Linked DNA regions of Mus musculus: region 2 is linked to region 1. The links are chromatin contacts, called in public HiChIP or PLAC-seq maps. All regions are on one chromosome and are shown on one strand. Each heading gives the region's core, a stretch centred on a gene start, on an enhancer-like site or on the middle of the called end of the contact. The rest is flanking DNA. Distances are from core to core; before and after follow the strand shown.

Region 1 (7,196 bases), core at 2,790-5,289:
CAGACTTGATAGGTAAACAGGACCCAGCATTTTGCTGCATACAGGAAACACACCTCAGTGACAAAGGCTACCTCAGAGTAAAAGGTTGGAAAACAATTTTCCAAGCAAATGGTCCCAACAAACAAGCTGGAGTAGCTATTATTATATCAAATAAAATCAACTCTCAACCAAAAATTATCAAAAAAAAAAAGATAAGGAAAGACATTTCATACTGGTCAAAGAAAAAAATCTACCAAGATGAACTGTCAATTCTGAACATCTATGCTCCAAATCTAAGGCCGCCTACATTCATAAAAGAAACTTTACTAAAGCTCAAAGCACACATAGCACCTCACACAATAATAATGGGAGACTTCAACACCCCACTCTCAGCAATGGACAGATCATGGAAACAGAAACTAAACAGAGACACACTGAAACTGACAGAAGTTATGAACCAAATGGATCTAACAGATATTATAGAATATTTCATCTTAAAGCATAAGAATATGCCTTCTTCTTAGCACCTCATGGTACCTTCTCCAAAATCAACCAGATAATTGGTTACAAAACAGGCCTCAGCAGATACAAGAAGATTGAAATAATTCCATGCATCCTACCAGATCACCCCAGACTAAGACTGGTCTTAAATACCAACACAAACAATGGAAAGAACATATACACATGGAAGCTCTACTCAATGATAACTTGATCAAGGAAGAAATAAAGAAAGAAATTAAAGCCTTTATAGAAGTTAATGAAAATGAAGACACATCATACCAAAACTTATGAGACACAATGAAAGCAGTGGTAGGAAGAAAACTCATAGCTATGAGTGACTCCAAAAAGAAACTGAAGAGAGCTTACACTAGCAGCTTGACAGCACACCTAAAAGCTCTAGAACAAAAAGAAGCAAATACACCCAAGAGGAGTAGACTACAGAAAATAATCAAACTCAGGGCTGAAATCACCCAAGTAGAAACAAAAACAACTATACAAAGAATCAACAAAACCAGGAGCTGTTCTTCAAGAAAATCAACAAGATAGAGTAACACTTAGCCAGACTAATCAGAGGGTACAGAGACAGTATCCAAATTAATAAAATCAGAATTGAAAAGGGAGACATAACAATGAAGTATATCTTAAAATAACTATTTTCTTTGTTGAATATCAACAGTTGAACAGTTGAAAATATTTAAATCATGGTTAAAAAAAAAAGGACCTATCAGGACTGCCCTCCATGCCCTCCAAAAGAGTCAGATGCAGATATTTGTATCCAATCAGTAGACAGAAGCTGCTGATCCCTGTGGTTGAATTAGGGAAAAGCTGGAAGAAGCTGAGAGAAGGATGATCCTGTAGGAGGACCAATAGTCTCAATTAACCTGGATCCTTGAGATCTCTGACATTGGACCACCAACCAGGCAGCATACACCAGCTGATATGAGGCTCCCAACACATATACAGTAGAGAACTGCTGAATCTGGGTTCATTCAGAGAAAATGCACCTAACCCTCAAGAGACTGGAGGCTCCAGGGAGTTTAGAGGTCTGGTGGGGTAGGAGTAGGAGGTAGGAGGATGGAGACAGGGGGGTGGGTCATAGGTATGGGCCTCAGTCGCCCTCCTCCCCCGCCCCCAGTCCAAGGGAGAAATTCCGGTTACAGGCGAGCAAGGAGTCGGCGCAGATGATAAACAGACGCAGACACAGAGAGAGTGTGATGTATCTGAATGTAATTTCTCAAATTGAGCATCAGACTTTTAATACAGAAGAAAATAGGGAAGTTAGGTGACACATTGGCAAGGTACAATGAGGTTACTGGATACTTAATGACTCTTACACAAAACAGAGGAATGTAAACACAAAGACTGGCAGAAACTGGGCAATAAAACAACTGAGACAAAGTCAGCTCTATCTAAGGTCAATTATAGTCTTAGAAGCCAGGTGTGAGGTCTTTACATTCCCGGGGCAAGGGCTTTCATGCCCAAGTCATGGTTCTAATTAGGAGTTCCGCTCTAGCTAACCATCTCATGAATGATATAGTACTCTAGTTCTTCCTTAAACCACTGCCCTACTTCCTAACCCATTGTAAATTCCTGTATATGGGAGTGACTCAGCTTTTATTATAAGTGATTGTGTGTGTGGGGACTTTCTACTAATAAGTAGTGTAGTCTCCTATATATAACTATAATAAGAATTCTAAACTTACTTTGCTAAGCTTGCCCTGAGATTTCTAACTCTATGTAGTAGATAGTAATGCCTGATTTCTTTCACTATCTCTCTTAAAATACTAGAGGCAATTCTAAATGTCACTGAATAGGCAACATTCTTACTGAATTCCAAGCCCAGGATCGGCTCAAGGACTACCTAGGGCATTGGTGAAGGCCAGGAAGGAAAGTTCAATTTTGCTTAGGCATTTGGCAAGACATTGCTTGGAGACACCTATAATAAAACAATTCGGAAAGAAAGCAGACAGATCCATTCACAGATTAACACAAGGGCAAGTTTGGAGCATTTGTTATACAGGATGCCATGGTTCCAGGATACTAAGTTTCCGTGAACTTTTCGCCTCGGGACTGCATCCAGGTTTCTAGGCCTGTCACTGGAGTCACTACTGGAGTGGATGTCGCAGGTATGGGATGGAGAACAGTCAGAGGGTGGACCGGGAGGGGGATAAAATTTGGAGTGTAAAAAAAAAAAAAGATAAAATAAAATAAAGTAAAAGCAACAACAACATAAGAACATTCAATAGCTATTAGGAGAGTGTGTACAGCCATGTAACTCCTCCTCAGGAAACACAGGAATTTAGGGAAGATCACATGCACAGGGCTACCCCCAAACAAAAATCACAACCATACCAAAGAATTCTTCATTTTGACAAAAGAGCCTCTTCTTAGATTGTTTAGATTCACTTGAAAGGTTTTCGTCTTCAGTTCTTCAACATATTACCAGTCCCTTGCTGCATCCTGTCAGCTACATTGTTAAAGCATTCACAGCAAGGTATGTACACTTGTGATTCCAGAACTCAGACGAATCAACCCCCAGGACCCACAGAGTGGAAGGAGAAGACTCCTTCCACTTCATGACTCCAACATGACCTGATCTCCACACAGGTGCTATGGCATGTGTCCTCACCTCAGACAGACAGACAGACAGACAGACAGACAGACAGACAGACAGACTCTCTTTCTCTCTCTTTCTCTCTCTCTCTCACACACACACACACACAAACACACACACACTCACACACACATAGTCACACATACACACACACTCACACACATACTCACATACTCTCTCACACACACACACTTTCACACACACATTCACACACACATACACACTCACACACACTCTCACACATTCACACACACATACACATAAACACATACATACAATGCACAACTTAATAAAATCATATCTCATTTTGAGTAATGGCAATATTTACGCAGTACTGTGTAAGTATTCCATGTAGTACTTATATACAGTCTAAGTAGCAGGTTGCTATCGTGACACCCTGCACATTCGGGGCTCTTTCACACTCATACAGCCCTATGAGGTACATGCTGATGTTATCATGTCTAGTTTGTTTTTTTTTCAAATGTGTGTATACATGTGTGACACACTCATATGTGTACAGGTGCACATGTGTGTGTTTGCATGTGTGTGGGTGAGAGGTAAGTTTAGGATGTCATTCCCCAGGCACTGTCCACCTTGTTGTTTAGATAGAGCTGCCGATTCAGATAGGGTGGCTGGCCAGTGAGTCCTAGGATCTGCTTGTCCCTGCCTCCTCAGTGCTGGGATTATATGGGGGCTACCCTGCCTGTTTTTTAATGTGGGCCCTGGGAATTAAAGTCAGGTCTTCTTTCTCACACAGTAGGCACTTTACATTCTTCCCACTTTTAGAGAACATGGCCCTGAAACTAAGGGCAGGGAAGTGTCTGTTTGTCCATCTGCCTTGGCGTCTCTTTTGGTACCAATTCTTTAATACTTTTCCAGGGCTCAGGTCTGATCCTTCTTCGGCACAAAGGAGGGGAGTACCACATTCCAGGACTGTGACTCACACACACAGGGGTGGCGGGGCACACAGTTCTGTTCTAGTTTCACTCTGCATAGGCTCTTTAGCACGGGAGCCACAAGGACCCAGCGCCTATTCTAAAGTGGCCCCCAGGAGAAGAGAAATCTGTAAGGGGGGAAAGGGACTCCACTCCAAAGAAAGTGTGCCCAGATATGGAGGGGCACGCTGTGCCTGCTCTCTTACAGGAACCTAACGTCCCCATAGGCTGGGCAGGGACTTTCCACATGAACAACAGTGTCCTCTTCGGGGTGTTGTCAGAGTGAGTGACAGTATCAGTCTCTTCAAAACAAGTCAGTTTAGAATGGCGAGGATTAAAGACAAAGGTGCCCACTAACTGGTGACCAGCCGCTGTGCGTGCTTGCAGCAGAGAGCTGGTGGAGTCGCGACTGCTTTGGGCAGACACTGTGATAGAAACCAACCATTAAGTGTCGTGGTGCACTCAGTCCCACCGCTAGGCATAGGTCATGCGTTAGTGGGGAAAATCGAACTCCCGTCTCATGCCAAAATAAACTCCATTGGATAAAGAGGTGCATAAAAGACTGCAGAGATGACTTGGTGGTTAAGGACGATTGCCACTGTTGAGCAGGAGTTCCCATTGTCAACAATCATGCCAGGCAGCGTAAAATAGCTCACAAGTCCAACTCCAGGACCTGCTGACCTCTCTAGACTCCATGGGCACCTGCATACTCATGGCATATAGTCACACACACACACACACACACACACACACACACACACACACACACACACCTGCACACACTTGGTGTATAGTCACACAGACACAGCTACACACACACACACACCTGCACACACTTGGTGTATAGTCACACAGACACAGCTACACACACACACACATCTGCATACACTTGGTTATAGTCTCACACACACACACCTGCACACACATGGCATATAGTCTCTCTCTGTCTCTGTCTCTCTCTCTCTTTCTGTCTGTCTCTCTCTCACACTCACACACACACACATTCACAGTGCTTTTTAAAAGATATGTTAAAATGCAATAAAAATCTATAAATACTGTTCTTTTTTCTTTTAAAAATATTGAAATTAAGAATCTCCTTTTAAAAAACAATATGAACTAACCAGTACCTCCGGAGCTTGTGTCTCTAGCTGCATATGTAGCAGAAGATGGCCTAATTGGCCGTCATTGGGAAGAGAGGCCCCTTGGTCTAGCAAACTTTATATGCCCCAGTACAGGGGAATGCCAGGGCCAGGAAGTGGGAGTGGGTGGGTAGGGCAGCAGGGTGGGGGGAGGGTATAAGGGACTTTCTGGATAGCATTTGAAATGTAAATGAAGAAAATATCTAATAAAAAATTGAAAAAAAAAGAATAATAAAAAAGAATGTCCTTAAAGCAAAACTAATTTGCCATAACAGAAGGAGAAATAAAGCAGGTCCCCCCCCCAAGAACTGTTTAGTTTTCATTTATTTATTTTTAATCACGTTATTGTAATAAACCAACAAAGACGTCATCACACAGCTCTTTAAGAAAGCACTCAAATGCTTTCCTACTATCAAATTCTATGCATCTCAGAGAACTTCTATATGGTGAGATCAGCCATTCTAAAGCCGGGGAGCTTAGCTTGGGGTTTTAAATTTTATCAACTACATGTTATGGACTTATCCACCATACACAAAAAAGGAAGAAAGGAAACTATGCCAAAGTTCAACTAGAAAACCAAGGGGAATAAAGTTTGTTATATAAAAAAAATGAATGCAGATGAAATGGAAGGACAAATGATGGGCTCTGAGAAGTATTTGTAACCTGTAAGGTGGGTGATTGATACAGAGTAGCTGAGGCTATGTCTGGGATGGATACAGAGTAGCTGAGGCTATGTCTCAGAGGGAGAGTCTTTTCTGGCATGTGATGTATAGTTATTATAGACAGAGTGATTATAGTTATTATACTTAAGTTAAGTATGTAAAGTTTGAGCTCCTCAAAAGCCTGAAATGACACAAACAGAAAATATAATAAGCTCAGTCACTGTTTTAAAAGTGTTCACGGGTCAACAAGATGGCTCAGCAAATAAGAGTGTTGTTAAACCCAATGACCCATGTTTGACCCCTAGAACCTAAATGGTGGAAGGAAAGAATCCACTACTGTAAGTTGTCTTCCGACCTACATACTCAAGGATGCACGAACACACACACACACACACACACACACACATTTCCACACACGTGCTATTTTATCTATCAGCAAATAATAAAATGTGTTATCTTTTAAAAACTAAGACTGGTAGAACTATGGAAAAACTACAGGACGTATTTGCAAGTGCTAAACCTATAAGGCTTTTAACTCTCTGGAGGCAACAATGTTTGCCATACTAAAATGCAATTCTCTTTGATGTATCCCTAACATCAACCAAAACCCCTGAAAACAGAAGTGAAGTAAGCCAGAAGCAAAAATAATGTGTTATGTGAGTTCACATACGAGAGCTCCCTGGCCTAACCAAATTGAGAGAGGCAGAAGAAAAGACCTGAGGCTAACAGGAGCTGTTTTGCTTTCTAGTTGGTTGCTTGGTTAGTTAGTTAGTTAGTTAGTTAGTCAGTTAGTTAGTTAGTTTATGCTGGAGATTGAATGCAAGGCCTCCTGAATTCTGGAAATATTTTATTTTTAACTGTTAGTACTGCATCCATCTACAGTTGAATCCTGATATGTTGGAACACATAGAGAAATAGTTACTGTATTTAAATAAGACTTTCACTTCTTACTGAAGATGAATGAATAAATTTATCATCTTCATGATGATAAATGACCAAATGGATATTTTACACACACATGATACATGAAGCTTGTTCAGGGCAAACACACTAGTTATCTGTGATAAGATATATTTGTATCTTACCGTATTGGCCAATAATCTTTTGTAATAATCTCAATTGTGGTCTCTTTCCTAATAATGATAGCTGTCATTCTGCACTGTGTGGTTTTCATGGTGCATGCTTCTTTTCAGCCAAATACTTGTTTCCTGGGTTTAACCCCACTGTTTCTCAGGGCACTCCTTCCTATGCAAGCACACTAGGCACTTTCCCTAGAACTCATGCTCCTGTGAGCTAACACACATACCTGGAATCTTGGCTCCTGGCATGTAGGAAGGCCTGCTGGTATGGATGGTGATGTGGTGGG
Region 2 (7,196 bases), core at 1,892-4,391, 480 kb after region 1:
ACTTCACTGCAAGTTTCCTTTTATAGGAAGGCATTTCTTGGACTGGCCATCTCCGGAATGGTCAAAAACTGAAAAGATCTGAGGACTCTATAGCTGAGACAGTGACTAAGGCTCAGACTCTAGAATGTACTAGACCTCAAGTAGAGTGCTAGCCAAAGCCTGGCATAAGGGTGGACTAAAGAGCAGTACCAAAGAAACAAGCGGACAAGCAGACAAAACCACAAAACAAACCAAAACAAGCAAAGCAAACCAAAACAACAACAGTAAAAATCAGAGCAATAACATTACGTAGTAAACACCCATATACGCTTACCCACCCATGCATGCAACTTGTGTAGGGGGAAAAGCTGATACTAAAATCTGCTTGTTAAAATCTAATTTTTCTTTTGATTATGTCAACAAAGACAACAGAAGCCAATTGCTGGGCGAAGGTAAAGAAGTGGGATTTTCAGGTCCCAGGAAGAAGAGGTGGAAAAGAGATAAAGGGCTTTTCCGGCAGGCCTTGGAAAGAGGAGCAGGGACACCGTGTGAGGTCTGGGCAATTCCAGAGCCGGTGGTGGTCTCTGCCACCAGCAGAATTCTAACATAGCATAGCTGATGAGTTTAAGGCTATAGATTCTTTGCCCAGCCTTTGAGTTATCTAGTCAGTTTTAAAATAGTAAAAGTCTCTAGTGCTTTCCTTCCTCGGGGTTAAAAGGGGCAAGAGAAGAGAGTGGGCAGCCGGGTTGGTTAGTTGGTAGCGTGTGATTTCAAAAAGGGTGGTTGTTGGCAGCTTGGCAAATGGAGGAACAGGAGCGTTCTCAGGAAAACGCCAGCTGGCAGCATGGCGGCAGCTGTTCTCAGAGCATAGCCCAGAGCTCAGGGAGAGCTCCCAAGAAGAGCAAGCATGTTTGTAAATTACATGCAACATCTTTGGCCCAAACTCAGTATTCTGGAAGACCTTTTCCATAAAACAATACATGCACTGCCCACCATATCACCTGGTAATCACTATTTGGGTCTATCATCACAGACTGAGTGTGTCAAGCCGTGTTCTCTGAAGGCACTCACTGATATTGTTGGAAGAGCTCAGGTAAGGGAGTCCAGGCAGACTAAATGTCCTGGGGCAGGGATCCCGCGTGAGGATAGACCTTCCATCTCAGCCCAAATCTAGACATCTCTTCCCCAGGAACAGCTGAATCTGACATCTGGCTGAAAGTGGCTAGTATCTAAATTATCACGCATATTGTGACAGTGGCTGTTTGAGTCTTTCAGTCATAATAATAGAACTCTTCATTTCTGGACTAATGTCTTCATGCCTACCAACTGTGTGTGCTTTGGATATTTTCTTTTCAGTAGCTCTTGAAGCCTGTGTGGTGGGAGTTGTGTGTGTGGTGGGAGCCGTGTGTGTGGTAGGAGTGATGTGTGTGGTGGGAGCCTTGTGTGTGTGTGTTCGTGTGTGTGTATATGTGTGTGTGTATATGTGTGTGTGTGTGTGGTGGGAGCTGTATGTGAGTGGTGGGAGCAGTGGAGCTGTGTGCCACAGGAGTGAATGGGAATAAAGAGGGTAAAGTGCTAAGGAACAGGGTGGGGGTGGGGGACGTGACTGAAAAAAATTAGAAAAAGAAAGGGAGAGCTTTACTTTCTTTTTACTTTGCTTTATTAAACTTTATTTTTAGTTATATTTACTGCTTTAAAAAATGAAACAGTTCATACATGGTACATAAGCTATGATTCCATTGTTTAAATAAAAAGTATATGTGCATATTTATGATTGGGAGGAAAAGGCAGAAGGACAGACAGGAGTAAATACTTGCTGCTGAGCAGAAGACACACACGGTTTTTGTATTCTTCAAGGATTAGGAGCTGAAGAGCTGGCTTTGTTGGTAAAGTGCTTGCCATGCAAATATGAAGACAGACGTTTATGCCCCTGACACCCACATTAAAAGTTGCATGTGGCAGCACATACCTGGAATCCCAGCACTGCAATCAGAGGCAAAAGGATTCCTGAGGCGTGCTGGGCAGCAGCCTAGCCAAGCTGACCATCCTGGGTTCAGCCAGAGACTCTGTTTCAAAAGGTGGAGAATGATTGAGGAAAATCCTTGATGTTAACCTCTGACCCCAGGTAGGTAAAACTCTGTGTGTGTGTGTGTGTGTGTGTGTGTTGGAGGATGCCTGTGGGGGCCAGGAAAGTTGTTGAATCCCTCTGAAGCTGGTGTAATAGGTAGTTGTAAGCCTCTTGGGAAGTGGGTGCTTAGAACCAACTCTAGGTCCTCTGCAAGAGCAGCAGGTATCTTAAACCACATCTCTCTGAAAGGTACTAACTAATGTATTGGATTCTTGGTGTAGAGATGTTGAGTGTCTGGCATATCTCTAACCAGAAATGCCATTTCTAGAAAGAAGGAGGCTGGTAACTTTATGAAGAAGACCATGAACAATATGCAAGTTTCTGCTCACGCTGCCTGTCAACCTGGGTATCTGGCATAATAAAGAGCATGCACAACTCTTTAACAAGAAAACAAGAACCCAGTGGTTAGGACTTGAATAGAAACATTTCTAAAGATGCTCAGATGGCAATAAACATGAGAGAGTATGCTTGCTCCCTAATTGTCAGGGAAGTGTCAATCAAAACTGAGGGCATGAGCTGGCCCTGACACTTATCTACAGTGTGGTGGCATCGGTGACCTGTCCCTTGTTGGCTGTGGCATTAGGTGAGTCAGTTGGAGCACATCACAGCACTTGGGAGACAGAGGCAGGTGGATCTCTGTGAGTTCAAGCAGCCTGTTTACATAGTGAGTTCCAGGACAGCCAGGATTATGTAGAGAGACCCTATATGAAAACAACAACCAATAACTCGTAGTGAGACAGCAGCTTAAACCCTGCAGATGAGCCATCTTGAAAGCAGAAACCAATGGTCTATTTACATTGTGTACATTGGAGTCTGAGAGTCCTGTTAAGGACAGTCAAAATTGTGTGTTTGCCACACAGTACAATCAGAGAAATTTCTCAAAAGAGTTTAAAATTGAGCCCGCCAAACAATCCAGCAATCCCACTTCTGGGAATATAGCCAAAATAACTGAAAGCAGGATTTCACAGAAGGATGTGAGCATCCCACACTGACTCACGATTGCAGCGTTACTCATAATAGCCAACGGAAAATAAAAATAAATAAACAAAATAAAACAAACACGCCTTGCTGTGGAAGCTGCAGTGGGTCCCAGTGCATTTACTCTAAGGTGCACCCTTCTGTCCACACATCTTCACTTGCAAATGTTCACCGCAATGAGTCACTGGTCTGGTTCGAGGCCTCTGGCTTCTGCTACTCTATCAGTATTGGATCCTCACCAGGACTCCTCTCAGATCTCCTGTTGATGCCCTGTGTCATGGAGATTCTGTGACTTCAGATCTGCAGGACCAGCCCTTTCACACAGTCCAGCAGTTTCAGATGAGGTAGATACTGGGGTGGGCTAACTCAAAGCCCTGGGTCTGGGCCTGAATGGTAGCTGAGTTGCTCAGCCCACTAACTCTTTTGCACCCAAATCATCAGGCTGAGTTCTCCATCACGGCTCCAACTGACTCACCTAATGCCACAGCCAACAAGGGACAGGTCACCGATGCCACCACACTGTAGATAAGTGTCAGGGCCAGCTCATGCCCTCAGGGCCAGCTCACCCACACCTTCATCGTCAGGGCCAAATCTACTGTGCTGCCCAAGTGAGGTGCAGGGCCAGCTCTCTCTATTGCTGCACCCAGTGAAGAGCCAGCCAAAGTGACTCTTTTATAAGGAACCAATTGGTGTAACAAGCCAGAGCCTTCATAGCCTGATAACCCTTAAAATGTTTCACCTCTCTTTACAAGTTTCCAACTTCAGGATGGTGCAAAAGTTCCCACACCACCATTCTGCTCTTCAGGTTCAGTGTTCAACGAACTGTAGGATTTTAAATGACTTTGTTCAAAAATGGGCTTTCTGCTAGGTGAGTCCTGGGGATGAAACTCAGGTCACCAGGTTTGCACAGTAAGCACCTTAACCTGCCGAGCCCCAAAGGGAAGTTGTTAGTGAAGACTCTGCAACACAGCAGTCAGACCATGCAAGTCAGTGCCATATACCAGTCTCTGGCAAGATGGATTTAAAAAACGAGCAAGGAATGAATGAACATGAGGTCCTTTAGGATCCTTACAGAGTCAACACTCACATTAAAGCGTTTCATTCATTCATTCATTCATTCATTCGTTCATTCAGCATTGCAGGGCTGGGATCAAACCCAGCTGTGTTTCTGTGAGGAAAGTGATCTAGCAGGGGCCATGTTCATGTTGTGTTCAGTTTCCCAGGGATGCCCAACATCTAGCAGGCTGTGGAGCTACTCCACAGTTCCACCTGAGTCAGTATTCACACATTTGCATTCAGTGTCACTGTCTTTTCTGTATTACCACACATTAGTCCTGTAAAGTAATGGGGTTGTCATAACGGTTTTGTACATGCATACAATGCACTTTGGTCACACTCACACAAGCCCACCACCTTCTCTTATCCCCCAACCACCACCACTTTCCCCTCTCCATTCTCTAACAGCCCTGCTCTTTACTCCATCTTCTTTTTTCCCACCTCAAGTTCTCACAGTGAGAGATGTGTGTGCTCGTATTTGTGAGACTGGCTCAACACAAAGATACACAGGTCCATCCATTTTTCTGAAAAAAAAAAATGCTTTTATTTATGGCTCAGTAAAATTCCATAGTGTGCACACCTCACATACTGGTTGTGTGCTGTGGCAGTTGTAAGCAACTCGCTGATGCGAGGTGGCTGTGTTAATAGTGTTAATCCTGGGCACATAAAAGGTAGGCCAGGCTAAGCCGTGATTCTTGGTGGTTTAACTATATCAAAAGCATCTGACTTCCTGCTGTGGTTCGGATGAGTATCCCCTGAAGGTCCTATGTAACAGCTGTATGTGCAGGGTGGTGATATAGGGAAATGCTGTGGACCATTGAAGAAGTGACACCTTAGATCATTGGGCCATAGCCTTGATAAACGATGTGGCACTCAGTCTCTCACTTTGCCTCCTGCCTTGGAATTTGACTGCTCCAACATGTGCTCCCAAGGCTGTTATCTGCTGCCTTTGCCAGCACCAGGCAGATATGAGCACCTTGCCTCTGAACCTCCAAAACTGGAAACAAAATAAACACATTTTCTTCTGTTAGTTACATCAGGTATTTTGCTCTAGTAACTCTTAGTTGAGTAGAAAACTTAATATTTTCAACATATAATGATTTAATTTGGATATGATCTGAAAGTAAGTAAAAGAGCATCACACGTACTGGTACAATGACAATTAAATTCCTAGCACAAGCTGTTTGGGGGTCATAGTCAAACCGTAGTAATGAATCATTCAGGATCAGAGTAGTTCTGGAAACCTGTGTGTGGTGGTTTGAACGTGCTTAGCCCATGGAAAACGGCACTATTAGGTGTGGCCTTCTTGGAATAGCTGCTGCCTTATTTGAGGGAGTATTTCACTGTGGGGATGGGCTTTTAGAGCCTCTTTCTAATAGTGTCTTCCCCGTAAGTTTGGATCAAGATATAGAACTCTCAGCACTTCCAGTACCATGTCTGGACTCTTCCATGTCTACCATGATGATAATGGACTGAACCTCTAACACTGTAAGCTAGCCTTAATTAAATGTTATTCCTTGTAAGAGTTGCTTTGGTGAAAGGGGATAACATTTGAAATGTAAATAAAGAAAATATCTAATTAAAAAAAAAAAAGGAGTTGCCTTGGTCATGGTGTTTCTTCACAGCAATAAAACCCCAACCCCCAACTAAGACACCATGGCATAACAGTCTGTATATTGTTAACAATATGTAGTTGCATACTTGGAAATTGTTGGGAATGTGCTGTGCTGTGTGTGTGTATGTGTGTGTGTGTGTGTGTGTGTGTGTGTGTCAAACTGGTTACTAGGTAATACATTTATCTTAACAAATTGTTTCTAATCCATGGGTATTAGTTTCTTTTCTGCTGCTATGATAAAATAATATGCCAAAAAAATGAATTTATGGGGAAGACAGCTTGCTTTGGCTTAGGGTTCCAGAGGAATACAGTCTGTCATGGTAGGGAGGAAGGCGGGCGGGGGGGGGGGGCTGCTATGTAGAGGGGCTGTGGCGGGTGGGGGGGGGGTGGAGGATGTGGCACGGGTTGGAGAATGTGTCGGGGAAGATGTAGAGACATGCAGTCAGGGAAGTCATGTTGGCAGGTGTGGGAAACTAGCCTATCATATTGCATCTCTACACAGGACTCAGAGAGAACACAGAAGTAGGGCCAGGCTATAAAACCTCAAGGTCTGCCCCCAGTGAAGACTTCCTCTACCAAGACTCCACCTCCTAAAGGTTCTGTAACCTTCCCAAGCAGCGCCATCAGCAGGGAACCAAGTGATCAAACATGTGTCCATGGGGGACACTGATGTGCAAACCACTCCACGGTCCTATTGAAAGATCCGTGAAAATAATGGAAAAGGAGTAATACTGGCTGCTTAAACAAGTCACCCCTCTATCTCCCAACGGATTTTTTCAGGGTGAGAGTGAGCATCACTGTCGGATCACTCAGACCTCAAGAAACAGAGCCTTGCAAACCCCGCCTGATAAATATGCAGGAAGCCACACAGGAAGCACATCCATACTTCATTCCCCGTCCTCCACACCAACTTAGATTGCGGTGGGCTCTTGGTTCTGAGCGACCTCTATTGTCTCTTCCTCAGTAATTCTGTTGCCTGCCAGAGTTGAACAAGCCAGTCAGATTTCTACTAAGAACTTAAAATCTGGAACACAAAATCTAAAGTATTAAATTGCATCTTGCTTGGGTTTTTTGATGGTCTACATGAAAATCAATTATGACTGAGTCAAGTCTAAAAAGTTACAGAGAAGAGATGGACCCCTGCCAGAAGTCGAGTGGTTTTAACGCAAGGCATGGCAGAGGCAGTGTGGTTTCCACAAAGCACTGACTCCATAGCTTTAGGAGTGGGTTTTTGTTTGATTTGTATCTTGTTTGGTCTCCTAAATTTATCTGTTTAGCTCCTGCATCTGTGGCTTGATGCTTGCCATCCATCTTGGCTCACTCTAAAACATTATTATCTTAATTTTTAAAATTCTTTCCTTTTTTTTTTTTGGAATCCACAACTTGTGTGTAGGATATTTCGATATTTTCCATGGTTCTTGAATGCTCTGTTCTACCATG

Evidence for each region. HiChIP or PLAC-seq counts read pairs in DNA pulled down with a chosen protein or histone mark.
Region 2: a contact with region 1 is called in a FOXA1 HiChIP or PLAC-seq map of pancreatic cancer cells. The contact joins two enhancer-like sites. A contact is called at or near these places in 2 of 39 promoter capture datasets (both in embryonic stem cells) and 1 of 115 datasets of contacts at active chromatin or transcription factors (pancreatic cancer cells).

What each region holds. Positions count from the first base shown.
Region 1 is chr8:78,767,307-78,774,502 of GRCm38.p6, forward strand. It overlaps the pseudogene Gm47209. Among named protein-coding and RNA genes, the nearest start is that of Lsm6, 50 kb to the right of the region's middle. Within about 2 kb of position 4,040, at least 45 of the 459 cell types and tissues checked have an H3K27ac peak or open chromatin away from gene starts, as enhancers often do. A contact at or near this core is called in pancreatic cancer cells, where this site is marked.
Region 2 is chr8:79,253,135-79,260,330 of GRCm38.p6, forward strand. No RefSeq gene overlaps it. Among named protein-coding and RNA genes, the nearest start is that of 1700011L22Rik, 8.2 kb to the left of the region's middle. Within about 2 kb of position 3,142, at least 26 of the 459 cell types and tissues checked have an H3K27ac peak or open chromatin away from gene starts, as enhancers often do. A contact at or near this core is called in pancreatic cancer cells, where this site is marked.